Linked DNA regions of Bos taurus: region 2 is linked to region 1. Evidence: chromatin contacts called from public Hi-C data. All regions are on one chromosome and are shown on one strand. The core of a region is the stretch at or near the end of the contact, and the rest is flanking DNA. Distances in the headings are between cores, read along the strand shown. Region 1 holds the start of LOC112442324 (carcinoembryonic antigen-related cell adhesion molecule 4). Region 2 overlaps LOC100336941.

Evidence for each region. A called contact is a pair of places that touch in the nucleus more often than the background predicts.
Region 2: a contact with region 1 is called in a Hi-C map of blood, with 4 times the contacts expected there. The contact joins the enhancer-like site here to the promoter of LOC112442324 in region 1. A contact is called at or near these places in 2 of 11 Hi-C or Micro-C datasets (blood and liver).

Annotation. Positions count from the first base shown.
Region 1 is chr18:51,402,030-51,408,779 of ARS-UCD2.0, reverse strand. LOC112442324 (carcinoembryonic antigen-related cell adhesion molecule 4) reads left to right here and starts at 2,211. Exons shown (of 8, transcript XM_059877564.1): 1 at 2,211-2,525; 2 at 3,488-3,847; 3 at 5,138-5,413. The coding sequence starts at 2,462.
Region 2 is chr18:51,438,780-51,446,002 of ARS-UCD2.0, reverse strand. LOC100336941 reads left to right here. Exons shown (of 17, transcript XM_024979129.2): 4 at 240-518; 5 at 6,074-6,174; 6 at 6,490-6,521; 7 at 7,137-7,178. Among named protein-coding and RNA genes, the nearest start is that of CXCL17, 64 kb to the left of the region's middle. Within about 2 kb of position 4,757, at least 6 of the 102 cell types and tissues checked have an H3K27ac peak or open chromatin away from gene starts, as enhancers often do. A contact at or near this core is called in blood, where this site is marked.

The sequences.
Region 1 (6,750 bases), core at 962-3,461:
TGGTCCAGCCCACAGGCCACCACCCTCTGTCCAAAGCCCCAGACACCCCCAGCTGGCCCCTCCTTTGAAGCCTCGGGTACTGAGAGCTCCTCCTGAGCACACGTCCACCTGGATGGATGGTTCTCTCCTGCCACTGAACAATGCCCATCCTCTCCCTGGGCTCACCCTTCACTAGGATGAGGTCAGGAAGCCTGGGGACCCACAGTGACCTGGACCCCAGCAGACAGCCCCTCAGTCTGGAGCCCACCTCTGCCCAGGGTGCAGAGCAGTCTCACACCCTTTAGCGTTTGCATCCCTGTGCAGCCCATTACATTGTCCCCAGGTCTGCTCATGACCTCCAGGGGGCGATATGGGGCCACACAGACAACACGAAATTAACAGGTGAACTTTCTTGGGCTAAGAAGGTGAAGGAGCCTGATTTCTATCCCTCCCTCTAAACAGCAGACTCCAGTCTTAATGGCACCAGGGACTGGTTTCATGCACAATAATTGCGGAGCAATGGAGGTGGTTTGGGGATAATACAAATGCATTACAATTATTGTGCATTTATTCAGTTCAGTTCAGTTCAGTCGTTCAGTCGTGTCCAACTCTTTGCAACCCCATGAATTGCAGCACGCCAGGCCTTCCTGTCCATCACCAACTCCCGGAGTTCACTCAGACTCACGTCCATCGAGTCGGTGATGCCATCCAGCAATTTCATCCTCTGTCGTCCCCTTCTCCTCCTGCCCCCAATCCCTCCCAGCATCAGAGTCTTTTCCAATGAGTCAACTCTTCACACGAGGTGGCCAAAGTACTGGAGTTTCAGTTTCAGCATCATTCCTTCCAAAGAAATCCCAGGGCTGATCTCCTTCAGAATGGACTGGTTGGATCTCCTTGCAGTCCAAGGGACTCTCAAGAGTCTTCTCCAACACCACAGTTCAAAAGTATCAATTCTTCGGCGCTCAGCATTCTTCATAGTCCAACTCTCACATCCAAACATGACCACTGGAAAAACCATAGCCTTTTCACCTCAGGTCATCAGGCGTTAGACCCCAGGGGACCCCTCCTCTAACAACCCTCAGAGCCCCTCCTGTGGGCCCACACTACACTGCCCAACCTTCTAGGGGCCTATGGGCACCCATGCCAGCTCCCATCCCTGCCTGCAGCCACCCATGGGAAAGATCACAGTGACCACAGAAAAATCAGCCAGGGTGAGAGAGGAGGCCCTATAATGGCAAGGAGGACCTGAATAGTTTCTGAACCAAGGCTCAGGCAAGGAGAGGGAGAGTCTCCCGCAACTTGACCCGAGGACCAGGGAGCCCAGAGTCAGCCCACCCCTCAGCACCAGGTTCCTCTCTTCCCAGGACACACAGGAAACCTTTCCCTTCTCACCTGCAAACTGCAGCTCCTCCTGACACCCGGTTCTGGGTGTCTGTCCCTGAAATCAGACGCCAGGCTGGTGACACTCGAAAGTGGAGGTCAGGTCCCATCGCTCATCTGACTCCTTTCTCTCCTCCAGAGTCAGTGTGACCTTCCAGCGGGAAGTAAATGCAATCTTCTCAGGTATTTGATAACAGGAAGACCCTGGGCATCCAGCTGGGTTTCTGGGTCACAGGAACAATTACCACCAAAATTTGGAAGCCCCTGGATCTGTGCATTTTGCTGAGAGACCTCAGACCAAAACACAGCAGAGGCCAACACTGGGGTGGGTGGGGCAATCTAACCGGTGTTCTGGGGTCTCAGTCAGGCTGGGCGAGCGTGTGATCTGGCGGCTGCTGAAACAGCATTTCTAAGATGACACCTGGGGGTTCGCAGTCTTCATAAAGCTCCACAGGTGATTCCCACGCACCTTGGGGATGACGTACCTGTGACAAGCATTCCTTATGCACCCCCCACCCCCAAGCTCCTCCTCTGAAGGGAAAAGCCAGAAAGGGATGACAGAGGGCTGTTGGGGAGGTTGAGTGTGCATCTGATCCAGAGCAGTGGGGACCCCGGACCCAGACACCCCAAGGTTGTGCTTTTCCAGACAAGAGTCTGTGTGTGTGTGTGCGTGTGTGTGTATAGGTAGGTGTGTGTATGTAGGTGTCTGTGTGTAGCTGTGTGTGTATGTATGTGTGTGTAGGGGTGTGTGTGTGTAGGTGTGTGTAGATGTGTGTGTTTGTGTGTGTGTGTGTGTGTGTAGGTGGAGAATCACTGCTGTAGAAGGCAGGGGACTCAACAGAGTTCAGGGAATAGAAATACAGACTGAGGGGGAAAGGGGAGGGGGGCCACTAGGGAGGGAAGGAGGAGAGGGGAGGCAGAGGGCGGGGCCTGGGCAGAGACCCCGCCCCCGGGCCACGTGACCCAGTGAAGTGCTCCTGCCCCCGGAGGAGGCCCAGCACACAGAAGAACAGCAGAGCTCACAAAACGACTGCAGTGCTTCTGAGCGTTTCTGGACCAGAAGTTCTCCTCACAGAGAGGGACATAGCAGACAGCAGGCGCCATGGAGCCCCCGTCAGGCCCTGCAAGCAGGAGGCATGTCCCCTGGAACAGGCTCCTCCTGGCAGGTGAGAGGGGACAATTTTCAGGGAGTGGGCAGAGAGTGGAGAACAAGAGACTGGCTGGTGTCTGGGGGAGACAGGGCTCTGAGAGGGGATAGAGGGCTTCTCTTCAGACCTGAGGGCAGAGGACAGGGGAGCAGGGGAGGGTGGCGGGTTCAGCCACAGGAGACTCTCCATGAGCTAGAGCTGGTGAGGGGCGGGAAGACTCAACTGCTGTAGGTTTTATGAGTAATTCTTCACTGAGCAGTAATTGTTGAAAACTGATGACGATAATAACAATGTGTTGTGTCACTACAGAAAAAGACATAACCAGGACAGTAATCATTGTCCTAACCCGGCACCCTTAGAAACTGACAAACAAATAAAAACCAGGCTGTGGAATTCCTGGGAACTCTCCTTCCTTCATCCCGAGGTACTAAGGTCTGGAGCCTGGTCCTGGCCCTGGGTTTCAAGCAGGATCAGACAAGCCACTGCCCTCATGGAGCCCACGCTCTGTGGGGAGGAAGACAGACAAGCAGAGAGATCAAGAGTGTGCTGGCAGGTGCTACAGGCGTCACGCAGGAAAGGGAGCAGGGAAGGGTCAGCAAGTGAGCACGGAAGGTCTTTACAGCAGCTGGTCAGGGGGAGGGGCATCTCCCAAGAGGCCCTGAGTGTGAGCAGGCATGTAAGGGCAGTGAGGGAGTGAGCCAGGGGACAGCTGGGAAAACAGGAAAAAACGAGCCCAGAGGAGCTGAAGTGATGGGGGTCATGCTGCTGACCTTGAACCAGGAGGACACACACACATACACACACACACATACACACACACACACACACACACACACTTACACACACACAAACACACGCACACACATACACTCACACACTAAGGCTGAGGGATGAAGAGACCTGCTCAGGACCCAGGGCAGCATTTTCCCATCCCCCACACAGGTCACAATATTAACTGATTTCTCTCTCTTCCCTCCTAGTCTCCCTCTTAACTTTCTGGACCCCGCCCACCACTGCCCAGCTCACTATTGAAACGGTGCCCCCCCTTGCTGCAGAAGGGTCGGATGTTCTTCTACTTGCCCACAACGTGACAGAGAATCCTCTAGGCTATGCCTGGCACAGAGGAGACAGGATAGACAACAGCCAGCTAATTGCATCATATAGAATAGACACTAATGTAACTACCAAAGGGCCTGCACACAGCGGACAGGAGACACTGTACCCCAACGGAACCCTGCTGATCCAGAGCGTCACCCAGAAAGACACAGGATCCTACACGCTGCTCCTTACAAAGGATGATTTACAGACAGAAGGACAAACTGGACATCTCTGCATATATAGTGAGTGCTTCCTCTCTGACCTTGGCGTATTGGGTGGGAAAGTGAAAGTGAAAGTTGCTCAGTCGTGTCCGACTCTTTGTGACTCCATGGACTACACAGTCCATGGAATTCTCCAGACCAGAATACTGGAGTGGGTAGCCTTTCACTTCTCCAGCGGATCTTCCCAACCCAGGAATCTAACCCAGGTCTCCCACATTGTAGGCAGATTCTTTACCAGCTGAGCCACCAGGGAAGCCCAAGAATACTGGATTGGGTAGCCTGTCCCTTCTCCAGCAGATCTTTCTGATCCAGGAATTGAACCGGGGTCTCCTGCATTGCAGGCGGATTCTTTACCAACTGAGCTATGGGTCGGGGTGAATTCTGTTCACACTCACAGGACTGACCGACCTGGATGGCGCCTCCATCCCCCTCTCATTGTGTCCCGTGTCGGGGTTTGAACATTCAGTGCAGCGCACACACTGTGGAGACCAACTCCAAAGGGTCAGAAATGCTTTCCAGGAAGCCAGGCCCTGCAGACACTGTGTAGAGAGAAGGACGGTCTGATGAGGGACGCAGCAGAGGGAGAGCGCTCTCAGTCCAGCCCCCTGGGCCCCTCCCCGTGACCATGACCCTGAGGAAGACCCTGCAGGACTCAGGGAAGACCCTGGCCTGAGGGCCCCAGGGATCCTCACAGAGAAGCTCAACCCCAGGAAGCCCCTCCCAGACCCTGTCCCAGGGCTTCTGCCTCCAGTGACCCTGGGAAGCCTGTGCCAAATCCGGAGGCTCCAAGCTGGTCACCAGCCAGGGCTCAGCCCCAAGAGCCACATCCGCGCAGGGGCACAGCCTGGTCCTACTCCTGAGAATTGGCATGGAGAGCACACAGGTACAAGGTCCCCAGGCGGTCAGTCAACTGCCCCGGGAGCAGCATCCCCAGGGAGGAACAGAGGAAGGAAGACACTCCTAGAAGCTTCTCGTTCTCCAGGGTGCAGCCCAAGGAGCTCTCTCCCGAGGCTGGTTGATGAAACCAGGACAGACGCCAGGTGGTCTCTGAATCCCACCCTGTTCTGTCCACCACTAAACGCTGTTACATAATAGACCCCTGAGGAAGCCTGTGCTTCTCCCAGACGTAGAGCAGGTGGCCTCACACTCTCTGAGCTCAGGTCCCCATGCATTCGTCTTTGATACACAGACCTGCCTTATTCATTAAGGGCTCAGTCTGGCTGAGAGGTGAGAGATGCCAATTCTGATTGAAGATGCTTTTAGAAAAGCCAAAGGTAGAAAAGGGCAATGTTCTCTCTGTTATCTGCACAGCGGTGCTACCCACACCCGTCATCACGAGCAACAACTCCAACCCCGGGGAGCACAAGGACACTGTGGTGTTAACGTGTAGATTTGAGACTCGGGACATCTACTTGTGTTTGATCAACAATCAGAGCCTCTACAACAGCACCGAGCTGGAACTGTGCGAGGGAAACAGGACTCTCACTATGTTCAATGTGACAAGGAATGACACAGGACCCTATGTGTCTGAAGCCGGGAATCCAGAGAATATCACCCATGGTGACCCATTCACCCTGAATGGCCTCTGTGAGTAATCTCTGTTCCTGCGTGGTCCAGGCCTCCTGGCTGAATCCACAGTACTGGAGGCCAGGCCATACCCATCCCTCTCAGATCCAAGTGCATGGACCCTCACCTTTGGACACCCAGGCTGGCCATGACTTCCTGTCCCAGGCAACTCCAGGCAGGCCTACCTTGAATCAAGACTAGGAGGGGATGGGCTGCTGTGTCTTGAGAGGTTGTGACGAAAGAAACAGGTTAATATCTCAGGCTCGGGATGAGCGAACATGAGAGGTAATTGTTGAGACTTTCTACAACAAAGCTGTGATCCAGACAGAAGGACGCTGTGGCCCTAATACAGACCAGAAATTTCCCTTCCCTCTGATTGTACCACGTGTGGCTTTATGCTCTTTGCTTCAGATGGCCCGGACACCCCCACCACTTCCCGTCAGGCTCCTGCTACCATCCAGAGGCAAACCTCAGCCTCTCCCACCACACAGCCTCTAACCCCAGCCACACCGTGTCCCTGGCTTATCACCGGGAGGCCCCCACAATCCATACAGGAGCTCTTTATCCCCAACATCACTGCAGATAAGAGTAGATCCTGTAACTGCCTTGTCCATAACTTCATCACTGGTCCCAGTAAAACCACAGTCAAGGCTATCACAGTCTCTGGTAAGTGGCCCTTGGCCCATCAGTACCAAGCTTTGTGGTAGAGCCTGTAGGTTTTCAGAAAAAAATCTGAAAGAAGTTACCTCCCAACTTCACAGAATTTACAAGCAAATTCCAAATCAGCCCCTGAACCCTCCCACTACATCTCAGCAGACCCTTCTTCCTCCTTCTGTCTGATTTCTCCTGGCAGACCTTGGGTCCAGCCTGGAATGCGGGGGGTGATTCTCTCAGCCCCTGACAGCTTCATGTTGGGGGAGATAGGAAACAAAGAAGGGTCCCCAGGGTCAAGTGCCTTTTGTTGTTGTTGAATTGAAGAAATAGATATTAATCTCTTACCAGATGAGATATGCTACTTGCTCGGTTGCTCAGTTGTGTCCGACTCTTTGCAGCCCCATGGACTGTAGCCTACCAGCCTCCTCTGTCCATGGAATTTTCCAGTATTTGGAAGAATACTGAAATGAATTGCCATTCCCTTCTCCAGGGGATCTTTCCCAACCCAGGGATCAAACCCGGGTCTCCTGAATTGCAGGCAGATTCTTTACTGTCTGAGCCATCAGGAAGTTCTATGAACTCCGTTGATTTCTTTAAGCACCATGGGTCTCAGACGTATGCACACCTAGCAAGGATGACACCCCCTCCATCATAGGGAGGGAAGGATCAGAACAGATGTGCGTAAAGGATTTCCCCACAGTGCC
Region 2 (7,223 bases), core at 3,508-6,007, 35 kb before region 1:
CTGATAGCACAGAGCTGTCTAGTACTAGAGTGTTGTCCCAGCAACCAGGCAAGGGTCCCTCTTGTGTGATCTGGGGGTCAGAGGAGATGTGCGATCATCTCTTTCCCGTTGCCACCTGAACAAAGACCCAGGGCCTTCCTCACAGTCATCTTTACAGAGGTCTTGGGCCCCAAGACTGAGGAGGGAGCAAGGCCCAGGCCCCTGACCCACTCAGCAGTCACCCCTCTGTCTCTCCACAGACCCAGTGGCACGGCCTTCCCTCCAAGTCAGCAACACCACAGTCCCAGAACATGAGGGCCCCGTGGTCCTGACCTGCCTCACAGATGAGACTGGGGTCTCCATACGCTGGCTCTTCAAAGGCCAGAGTCTCCTCCTTGCAGACAGGATGACACTGTCCTCAGACAGCAGCACCCTCACCATAGACCCCGTCAGCAGAGAGGACGCCGGGGGTTATCAGTGTGAGGTCTCCAACAGGGGCAACTCCAGCAGAAGTGGCCCCCTCAGGCTAAGGGTGACCTGTGAGTGACCACCATCGCCTCCTGTCTTAGTCGTTCAGTGGTGTCCGACTCTTTGTGACACCACGGACTTGAGCTCACTAGGCTACTCTGTCCATGGGATTTCCCAGGCAAGAATCCTGGAGTGGGTTGCCATTCGCTACTCCAGGGGAAGGTCCTGACCCAGGATCGATCCCGTGTCTGCTGCACTGCGGGCACTCTTCCCGGCTAAGCTTCCAGTGAAGCCCATTTTAATCTGGATAAACTTCTTTTATTAACTCCACCAACAATTAGCCTATCATCTCATTTCCTTCACTTCAAGCAATTGGAACATGTGCTGTCTCTCCCCTCCTCATCCCCTGATTTCTCCTGGCCCTCTGCTGTGAAGCCTCGTTGCCAAGACCGCTGGAAGCAGCACTAAAATCAGTACCTGGGACTTCCTGGGCAGTCCAGTGGTTAAGACTCCACCTTCCACTGCAGGGGTTGCTGTGACCTCCTCCAGGGGATCTTCCCCACCCAGGGACTGAATCCTGATTGGCAGGTGGGATCTTTACCACTGGTGCCTCCTAGGAAGCCCTGGTGAGTCATAAAGCCTAAATCTCCTTTTTCTTATGTGTACAGTGGTGTTTGTTATGCACTTTATAGAGCTTTGTGAATACGCGCTCCGATGAAGGTGGAATTTACAGCAGACATGTTCAGGCAGTAAGTGTCAGGATGTTAGTTCGCACTGTTGTGATTGCAGGCTTGCTGCCACACTCAACTCCAGGTCCCTCCACTTGGCTTTCTTAGTTGCACCATCGTCTCTACAGTGGAAGTGACACCGTTTCTTCACAGGATGGGCGGTGGTCATGTGTGGTGAGAGCTGGGGGCCTTGAGGACTGCACTTTGTCCAACATAAACTCCTATGACTGTGTGTTGTCTGTTGGTCGGTTAGGTCTCTGGTTTACAGTGTTCTCACGGTCTCTAGTTGTCACTGAAATCTCTCTGACTGCTGTGTCCATTATTGAAAGTGGGGTGTTGTAGTATCAGTGTTATGACCGAGCTATTTCTCCCCTTGATGCCGTCCATTTTTGATTCACAAATCTGGTGTTGTTGGGTGCATAATGCTTATAATTGTTCTATTTCCTTGATGGATGGAAACTTTTCTTGATATGCAAGGTCCTAATGTCTCTTGCAGGCTTTTTTGATTTAGAGATGATTATAGCAGACACTAATACAGCCACCACAATTCTCTTTTTATTGCTACTTGCATAGAATATCTTTTTCCAGCCTTACTTCAACCTTCTATGTTTTTGTATCTAAAGTGAGTCTCTTGAAGAGAGTATAGAGAGGGGTCATAATTTTTATCCATTCTGTCAACCTCTGCCTTTAATTTGAAGGTTGAGGCTATCTATCATTCAAATACTTCCCAATAAGAAAGAGCTTCTGCCATCTAGCTATTTGTTATATGTCTTACATGCTTTATTCATTAATTCCTCTATTACTTCCTCTTTGGTATTTAGATGATTTCCTTTCATATGTGTCATTTTGATTCTGTTCTTCCCCTTTCCAATGTCTTTCAGTTCTTTTCTTAGTTTCTAACTTGAAGATGACAGTTATATCTTAAACATATAACTATGGAGTTGAAATACCAACCAGATTCTATGATGTATATTACAAATGAGGTGCTCTGTGCATCTCCATCGCCTCCATATTACACACTTACTGTCCTATATTTCAGCCGTCCTTGTACAATATATGCCCGTTATATAGATTTATAAACATTGTCTCATGTAATATCTTTGAAATAAAAAACAAAAATGAGCAATTATATAAAAGACAATAATACCGGCTTAGATAAGATAGCTACCTATTGTGTAATTTGACCTCTCTTCTCTAGGTTGCCTGTGGCTCTGAGTTACCATGTAATGTTTGTTCAGTCATCTTAAAGGCTTCCTTTCACACTTCATATATGCTGTGTCTCCAGGGAATGAGTTCCCTCGACTGTTGTTTATCTGGAAAAGTCCTAATTTGAGCTTCATTGAAGGAGAGCTTCTCTGTACATTGCTTCGCCGGTTGACAGTCTTGCTTTTAGGACTTCAGTCGGTCATCCCAACGCCTTCTGATGTGGAATTCGCTTTTCACACTGTTGAAGATCTGCTGCACACGCTGAGTCACTCCTCTCTCGCTGCGTTTTACACTTCCTCTTTCCCTCGGTCTCTCAACAACTTGACTCTATTGTGTCACAATGTCTATATCTTGAGTTACCCCTTTTTGGAGTTCCTCAACCATCTCTAGTATGTGATCTCATCCACTTTTGGAGGTTTTAAACCATTCATTTTTATATATTTTTTTCATTGTTTTTCCCTCTCTCTTCTCCTTCAGGAACTGCCATCCTGCATATGTTTGTCCACCTGATGGAGTTCTGCATAATACTTTGCCTGGAGTCACTATTTGCCTTCTTTTTTTTTCCCTTTCTACTCCCCAGTCTAAATAACTTCTTTTTTTCTATCTTCGTGTTCATGGATGCTTTCTTCTACCTGCTCAGACGTGCTGAGGAATCGCCCTTCTAAGTTATTGTTTTCACTTCTTATTCTTCAGCTCCAGATTTTCTTCAACCCTGTTTAAATAATTTAACAATGAGGAAGAACACATCGTTCTTGAGAAGCAGGTGCTCCTCAGACCTGACCAATGTGGAGACAGCCATCCCCTCACACTGTGGACTCCAGTGCTTTAGACATGGACACTGATTATGTGGCTACTGGGTCAATCTCAGACAAGCACACTAGGAGCAGAAAACCACAAAGAGAGGAGGCTAGTTGTGGACCCTGAGAAGGAAGGCTCATCCCACGGAGCTCTCAGATGGCATCAATCAAGGAACTGGACTTCTCCTCAAGTTTGACGTACTCCCTTCCCTCTCTAGGGGCTTCTCATGTGGGGCTAGTGGTAAAGAACCTGCCTGCCAGTGCCAATGCAGGAGACAAAGGGATGCAGGTTTGATCCCTGGAGGACAGGAAGATCCCTTGGAGGAGGAAATGGCAACCCACTCCAGTATTTTTGCCTTGAGAATTCCATGGACAGAGGAGGCAATCCCAATGAACTGGAACCACAGACAAAGGTCACGCTCTTTGGTAGTCAATCCCTCCCTCTTCGAAATCCCACGAGCCTTCCAATCTGGGTGCAAACAGACCAAGTGATATGGGGACAAGCATCCAATGGTCGGTGAATCAATGAGCAGAATTTACGGCTCACTGAGAAGGTGATGCTGTTCCAGACCAGCAAGAGTGTCAGGACAGAGGACGCGGGGTCCCATCAGTGTGGGGTCTCCTCCCAGTCAGAGTCTGCAGATGTGATGCCAGCTCCCCACTGAGCACTATAGTGACCTTCCACACCTCTCTTCCTGTGTAATTTCACTGGAAGTGGGTGTGTAATGAATGCAAATAATGAGGACATGGGTAGTCTCCTTTCGGAGCCTGTAGAACAATGTGTTTAATTAATTATGCAAAACTGAGCTAATTTTGTCATAGTTCGGTTATTGTGAGAATTGTTTGACTATAGGCAAGGCACTGGATCTTGTGCCTCCGTTTCCCCCTCTGTAAATCGGAGAAGAAGAGCTGGATCTTAGGGCTGCTGTGAGGTTGGTCACTAGGAAGGGAATGAGATTAAAATTCTCCCTGTAGGTAAAATTTTTACCACACAGAGTCGGCAGGCAAGAAGTGTTCACGGGGGATATTTTGGTTTTCAGCGTTGTGGGTTTTGGCTGTAGAGTCAAACAACTCGGTTACATTTCTGTTTCACCTGGTCCTAGCTCTGGGGCCTCCATTCCTTTATTGAAGAACTGTGTGTCTCAAATCTATGTATGCACAGCGGGGATGAAAACCCCTCCCTCGTGGGGATGGAAAGATGAGAAAAAATGGGTGTAAATGATTTCCCACTGTGCCAGTCGCACAGGAGTACCTGGAAACAGTTCATTAATATTATTACTACTAATTAATGTTGGGTGGACTGGAGAGGAACTACCCTCTAAGACCGACAGTTGTGATGGAAACAAAAAATCAGAGGGAGGGGGCATAATGTGAGAAGAAAAGAGTCCTTCAAAGGAAAATGAACAGGACATGGAGATGGCTACAGTGAGAGAATGGAGAGCTAGAGCAAGTCCAAGGTTTCAAATCTGACGAAGAGGGAAATGACACAGCCTCGTGCAGTGGGAGGGTCAGGAGGACACTGTGATGACAACACACGCAACCACACAGGCCTCAGAGCATTTCCTTCCTCCTAACCAGGCCCTCTCCCTGTAAGACTCCTCTTGGTATTGCCTCCAGTGAACTCGGACCCCGTTTCCCCTCTCTTTCTCTTCTGCTTTCAGGGCGAAAAAACGCCCAAGCCCTCAGTGTGGGGGCCATTACTGGCATCGTGATTGGGGTCCTGCTTGTGCTGACGCTGCTGGCTGTCCTGGGGTGTTTCATTTTCCTTCACAGGTACAGTGGCATTCCCAGATGCTGCCCCCACCCCCAGGTTGACCCTAGTCCTAGAGGAAGGACACCCCATCCTCCAATTTCCGGCCTGGATCTCCAGGACCCCCCCACTTCCCCACGGGTATTCTCTCTCTTTCTCCAGTTCCTGCCTCACTAGATATTGACCTCTGGCAACTTCCTTAACACCGTCCTAGTTTATTTTGTTATTTAGTCACGAAGTTGTATCCATCTCCTTTGCCACTCCATGACCTCCTCTGTCCATGGAATTTCTAGGCAAGAATACTAGAGTGGGTTGCCATTTCCTTCCCCAGGGTATCTTCCTGGCCCAGGGATTGAACCTGTGTCCCATGCATTGGCAGGTAGATTCTTTACCTCTGAGCCACCAGGGAAGGCCCATCTATCAGTTAACACAATTAAGACACCTCCTTGTCCTCGTTCCCTATATGTAGGCTGGCAGGTAGTAAGTACTCAGAAAAAGGTATCTCTTCCTGTATATTTAAATCCAGCTACTCTGATGAGGGGCAGTCACAGGGCCAGGATCTGAGGGTCGTCTTCGCCAAGTCCACACTTGGCCAGAGAGTGGAAGTTTGGACAGGCCAGGTGGGGTCAAATGCCCCCACGTGGCAGATACATTAACAACACCCCTGATGCATGAGACAGAACATCGTGCCAGGTCCGCAGGTGGTGGGATGTCTTTACACTTAAGGTCCAGGTAGATGGAGACAGAGGACAAGGCCACTGTCACATTTCAGCAGCTCCTGGGTGAGGGCGGGTGGCCACAGCAGCGACACTGCCCTCAGTGAGATCCCAGAGTCACTGGCTGACCGCTTTCCTCCCCATGCACTGGCCCTGCTCTCTCCATAAGCGTGACGAATCCACTCAGACAAAGCTTTGGATGGATGGACGCCTTTCCCAGAGCCATGGTCCCTTCAGTGGCCACTTTCTCCTGAACCCTATTAGCCTATGGTCCTGCCCCTCTGGACTCAGGGCAGATATGGCTTCTTAAGGACTTTCCTCAGTGTCCTTACTGGGCCCTCCCCTCCGAAGCAGCCTTGGTGGAGAAAGGAGGTGTCCAGCCCCTGCTTGGACATTCAGATCCTCCTGTCCCGTGTTCTGACTCCAGAGCCTTGACCTCCGTCTACACTCCTCACAAATATGCCTGTTTTTCTTTCCTAACCCCAGCTGCGTGCACAACAGAGGGAACTGGCCCCCAGCGTCCACCTCAGGTGAGTGTCTGTTCAGCCCAGGACAGCGGGGAGCCCCGGTCAGGCCCTGCCATGTCTGTTCCTGCCTGCTACCCCCAGGGTCTCTGGCCCTTTGGGGCTTAAGCACAGGGATCCCGATTGGCTAGTCTGCTTTTCCTATGGGTTATCATCCTGGGAGGCTTCCTCGCCCTCACTGGGGCCTGAAATCGCCAGAGGTTCTCTCCCTTGGTGGGGATCGTTCTCCCATGGTTCTCCAGAAGGTGGACATCCAACCTCTCCTAGGAGAATGGGCTAAGCTTCCTCACATGCTCAGTGGTAACTCTTGTCTCCTCCCAGGAGGTGGTCCCTCTGGCAGCTCTGTCTCCCAGGTAAGTACATTCCTTCCTTGTCTCTTCTCCCAGCGTCCCCGCTTCACAGGCTCAGGGCACGGGGACTGTCCAACCCAGAAGCACTGTGAGACACCCTTCACTCGAGGGTAGTTGAAAGTCACTCAGTCATGTCCAGTCTTTGTGGCCCCATGGACTGTAGCCTGCCAGGCTCCTCTGTCCATGGATTTCTCCAGGCAAGAATACTGGAATGGGTTACCATTGCCTTCTCCAGGGGATCTCCCTGACCCAGGGATCGAGCCTCGGTCTCCCACATTGCAGGCAGATTCTTTGCCTTCTGAGCCACCAGGGAAGCTCATCAGAGTAGTTAGAACATGGCAAGTCCCACCAAGCTGGGAGCTGGATGCACTTCAGGGACATGACCACCCACAACCTTATCCAGAGGCTGCTCTGGTCCCCTGACTAGAACTCAGGAGAACCTTGGAGTTCAGCCAGGAAGAGAGTGGGCACTGGATCATCCGTCAGGGGAGCTAGGCTAACAAGGGTGGGAAACAGAGCCCAGATAGGATTTGGGGTCGGGGTTCCAGGCTTGGAGATGGCTGGTCGGGAGAAATGACTCTTTCCCTCTCCTCTGATGCCCACTTCCTCCATGCCCAGGCCTCCCTACCTGATGCCAGGCCACCAGCTCCCATCTACCAGGTGAGTGTGGGGATCCAAGTTCTGGTTCCATAGCCCAGAAGGCAA